Linked DNA regions of Danio rerio: region 2 is linked to region 1. The links are chromatin contacts, called in public HiCAR-type maps. All regions are on one chromosome and are shown on one strand. Each heading gives the region's core, a stretch centred on a gene start, on an enhancer-like site or on the middle of the called end of the contact. The rest is flanking DNA. Distances are from core to core; before and after follow the strand shown. Region 1 holds the start of crebrf (creb3 regulatory factor). Region 2 holds the start of tcerg1b (transcription elongation regulator 1b (CA150)).

Evidence for each region. HiCAR-type assays count read pairs that join an accessible place to other places.
Region 2: a HiCAR-type map of caudal fin shows a contact between it and region 1, with 7 times the contacts expected there. The contact joins the promoter of tcerg1b here to the promoter of crebrf in region 1. A contact is called at or near these places in 2 of 18 Hi-C or Micro-C datasets (hematopoietic stem cells and an unstated tissue) and 2 of 4 datasets of contacts at active chromatin or transcription factors (caudal fin and embryo).

The regions. Positions count from the first base shown.
Region 1 is chr21:45,254,438-45,257,021 of GRCz12tu, reverse strand. crebrf (creb3 regulatory factor) reads left to right here and starts at 1,301. Exons shown (of 9, transcript XM_005170286.6): 1 at 1,301-1,420. It overlaps LOC141379917 (a long non-coding RNA gene), which reads right to left and starts at 1,820. Exons shown (of 4, transcript XR_012396939.1): 1 at 1,614-1,820.
Region 2 is chr21:45,480,039-45,482,622 of GRCz12tu, reverse strand. It overlaps tcerg1b (transcription elongation regulator 1b (CA150)), which reads left to right and starts at 1,311. Exons shown (of 20, transcript XR_012396929.1): 1 at 1,311-1,370.

The DNA.
Region 1 (2,584 bases), core at 52-2,551:
ATAAACAGATAAACTGACAAGATAGATAGTCAGACAGGATAGATAGCTAAACCGACAAGATAGATAGACAGACAGGGAAGGTAGACAGACAGACAGACTGAATGAACTCATAAACCGACAAGACAAAGAGACAGACGGGATGGATAGATAGATAGATAGATAGATAGATAGATAGATAGATAGATAGATAGATAGATAGATAGATAGATAGATAGATAGATAGATAGATAGATAGATAGATAGATAGATAGATAGATAGATACATGATGATGGATGGAAAGACAGACGGACGGACAAATAGAGAGACAGACTTGATCGATAGATAAAAAGACAGGCAGGATAAACAGATAAACCGACAAGATAGATAGACAGACAGACATAATGGATAGACAGAGAAACAGACAGGATAAACAGATAAACTGACCAGATAGCTAGACAGACAGACAGACAGAAAGATAGATAGATAGACAGACAGACAGACAGACAGACAGACAGACAGACAGACAGACAAACAGTCATGATAGATAGATAAACAGACAGACAGGATAAACAGATAAACCGACAGGATATATAGGTAAACAGACAGACAGACAGGATAAACAGATAAACCGGCAAGATAGACAGACAGACAGACATACATACATACAGATAGACAGACAGACAGACAGACAGACAGACAGACAGACAGGATAAACAGATAAACCGGCAAGACAGACAGACAGACAGACAGACAGATAGATAGATAGATAGAGAGAGAGAGAGAGAGAGAGAGAGAGACAGACAGACAGACAGACAGACAGGATAGAAAGGTAGACAGACAGACTCTATGTAGATCCCAGCTCTAACCTCTCTGGGCATTCACTTAAACTACTTGAAGAACATCCTGAGATGCTGTTCCAACATTCCTGGAGAAGTTCCCATCTATTCAGAACACTTGTGCTGCTGGCTGTCTTTCCCTCACAACCAAATCCAAGAAAAAGAAAAACGTTATCAAAAGAAATTCATACAACTGCACATCAAAGATTACAAAAAATATTTTAATTTCTGCCTGTGGTTAATATAATATAATATAATATAATATAATATAATATAATATAATATAATATAATATAATATAATATAATATAATATAATATAATATAATATAATATAATCACCGTTAAGTAGTGTATGAAAGCTCTGCACAAAGATATTTAAATGACTTGTTTTTCTGATGAAAGAGCGCTCGCCGTGATTGGCCAGTGCAGAAGCACGTGACGAGGCAGTCACGCGCTTTCCAGGAACCCGTCAGGAAGAAGATAAACAAAACAAACCAGAGAGGAAGACGGCGTGGATTGAGAAGAAATGACATTAAGTTTTCCTAAAGACGAGTAAAATTGGAGTTACCACCTATTTTCGCTAGTGCGTGGGTAGCTTGAAGGTGAGTCACCTTTTTGACTATGACAGCGCTGTGAAGCGTGTGTGGACAGTTGTTTGAGGATGATCAAAACATTGCTTCTTGTAGCTAGCTCTCGGGCTAAGTTTCGCTAGCAGAGGGGAGGGACACGGAGGCCATAGTGTGAAAGCAGCGCTCCAGTTCCTTTTTAAACTCTAACCAGTTTTCATTTGTTTACCTCACTGGTTGTGGGATAATATGTGTGGTCTGTCATCCTGAGGTGCCCGTTTGTCCTTTCAGATCAATATTTTCCCCCGGCGGTTGCTTAGCTGGCGCTGAGTAAGGGCAGAAGATGTTGCTTGTTAGCTTTCAGTTACACAAGAACTTCTAGAACATTACTCCCCGAGTCTAGTCCTGGAGGACACCAGCAATGCAGCTCACATTTGAGTTGACACACCCACACCTCATATTCAAATCTGAATTGATGTGCTGATCATCTAAATTAGACGTGCTTAATGCGTATTTGGATACTGCACTTTCACAATAGTGAAATCAGTGTGTATTTATTGGAGGTTAGTTAGGCTGGAGTGTTTGTGTGTGTTGTGAATCTCCATGGACGAGTCTGTCAAGCCGTACATTATCACAATAAACATGCTACTGATTGAATTGACACAATTACACACAGATTAGTTGTTTAAAAGTTGAAAACGCCTGATAAATGGAATTAAAAGCAATGCTAGGCTATGGTGAATTGATTGATCACTCGAGTTGATGGGTGATTTGTAGACTTGTGTGTTTATAGATGATCAACCCGACATGTCTATAAGGGTACACGCCCCCCATCTGCACGATGCAAAGTGAAATCGAAACACGATAGTTTCCCTGATATCAGCAATGCTTTGGAATACTCTTAACTATGCTAAATGAGTTTAATATGTTTTGTTTGTGCACCTAAATATCTTGAAATATATATTTCAGATGCGTTTGAACTGCTCGTTTTTATCGTAGGATAATGCTCATTAACTTAGCTACTTGATGAGTTCATAATTTGTCTGTGAGCTAACTTTATGCGGGAATAACGCTTTGCATTCCATCTGTTTACGTAACGTGGGGAGGCCCGCAATATTGTTTGTTGCTTGTTGACTCAACCGAGCGCTATGGGGCGGGGCGTTTATGCGCAATTGCTCATGATCGACAGCGAGCCTTTCT
Region 2 (2,584 bases), core at 62-2,561, 230 kb before region 1:
TCTTAATGTAGTTTCAAATAAAATTATTACTTCAGTCGTTATTGCTTTTAATCCTATTACCATAAATAATATTAATAATTTCTCTAAATGATTTCACTAAAAAGCTAAAAATTTATTTAAAACACTGGAATAAATCATTGAATTAAATAAACTACTTTTGAATTTGCACTGTATTTTGGATTAAATAAACTTATTTGAAAACATTTAAAAGTCAGACTGACCCCAAAGTCATATATATATATATATATATATATATATATATATATATATATATATATATATATATATATATATATATATATATATATATATATATACACACAGACACACATATACATATATGTATCCCATTGAACACTTTAAAGGCAAAAAGCCTCATGATGGGCACAAACTGTTGCAAAACACTGCTGAAATTGCAGCCTGGGCAGAAGGGACTACCAGATGGAGTGGAGCCGTGGAATCAAGCTTCCAACCAAACGCTTGTACATCAAATCAATATATATATATTGAGTAGGGATATTACTCTTTGAATATATATAACATGCGCAAAACACTAAGAAATATACTTTAAACAATACAAATAAAACAGATTTAATACGAATTAATATAACACTCCTGAGATAAATAAGTTATAGTTCTGAACTTTAATAATAAAGGTATAAAATAACTTTATAAATAACATTAAATAAAGGTATAAAATGCTGCGCTACCTACCTACTTTATTAAGTCACAATGACCTCTGGGGCTTTGAGCGAGTTTTGCGCTCAAGTCTGCATTGATGCATCCTCGATATCAAGAACACATATCTTTGTTTTTGCTGTCTTGAACTGAACATGGTGGTTAACGACGTTAGACGAGAACACAAGGACGCAAGATCGCTGAAGAACGCTTATTAAGAAACAGCCATTATCTTCAGCAGGTACAGTGTGAAAACTCTGGCTGATGTACGGCTGCTTCTCACTCAGGGCTGTCTATGCTAATGAGGGCAAGATCGTCACGAATGGGCGGGGCTTACCCTCCAATAGCATGTACAAAGAAAAAATATCAGTGTTTCTCCAGACTGTTTATGAAGTGTGATTATTAAAAATATAATCAATTAATTTTTACAATTAGAGGCTGGTTATATTTACACACTGATGCCACACAACTGTGTTTAAATCGCTTATAAATTTAGATGTTTGCATAATAGGTGCCCTTTAAATCAATATTGCTTTAAAGATGACTTTTAATAAGCAGTAAATCCAGCCAATAGCGTGAAGGACGGTGTGAGGAAGCGCTTCACCGACAGGAAGTTTAGCTGTGGCGTGTTTAGTTTCTGGAGCTATGGCGGAGAACATAGAAGCAGAGAGCGCTCAGCTCGGGGAGAACAGGTCAGATAACAACTGAGACTACTAAGTTACACGAGCCAGTATAACAACAATACATTCATGCAGAAATCTCCTTACATTTTATACCCTAGCTATACAGCAGGTGTTTCTTTAGAGCTAGTTTTTGGGGGAAATACGCTGGCACAGTTAGCATTCTTGCTAGCTTTCTGAGCATCCAGTATGTTTGTTGTTCTGTTTTTATAGTTCACGCGTGACTAAAATGCACAACGAGCAAAACCATACACTTCAGAACAACATCAAATTGCGAATATTTTGTGGTAATGTAACATCAAATGGTTTGTTTGACAATTTGTTGGCTATTCATGTCATGGCTTGCTAACTTTAGCCCACTGGCATCTTTACGACAGCGATCCTTTTAATGCTTAAGTGACATTTCACATGTTGGGATGTCTTTGTGATTAATTAAGCTATATTTAGTTTATTTTCAAGCAGTTTAAATAGGAATATAGTCGATAACTTATACGATTTTCAAATGAGCATTTTAAGGGTTTGGGTTGATCATGAATGATCATGAAGACCATAAATTAATGTCATGATAACTTTGGTTGTGATTTATCACCACATATTTGTGCGCTATATTAGATTATATACAATTGTAGAAACTAATACTGAACCATATAATGTATTCAATTATTTATTTTATATTATCAGTGGTGGAAAGAGTACTGAAAAATCATACTCAACTACCATTACTTGCCAAAAAATGTAGTGCAAGTAGAGTAAAAGTATCTGTTGTAAATATTACTCAAGGTATGAATAAAAAGTGTACCTTTTAAAAGTACTCATGAGTAGTGAGTATTACGCTGTGAAAAGCTGATGCATTTACATGTAAGTTTTGAATGTGTAAACATAACATTCTGTAGTGCATTTAGTTATTACCCAGCAGGCACACAACATCATAAGATGCTAATATTAGGTTAGATTTAGGTCGTGATGTCAGGTGACAAAAATTCTGTGTCTAGTCAGCGTCTAACTGTGTTCACACCATAGGCGGTGAGAGCGTCAAAGGTCGCTCCATTAATTTCGTATTTATTCATTCATTTTCTTGTCGGCTTAGTCTCTTTATTAATCGGGGGTCGCCAAAGCGGAATGAACCGCCAACTTATCCAACACTTGTTTTACGCAGCGGATGCCCTTCCAGCGGCAACCCATCTCTGGGAAACCCATACACACTCATACACTACGTACAATTTTAG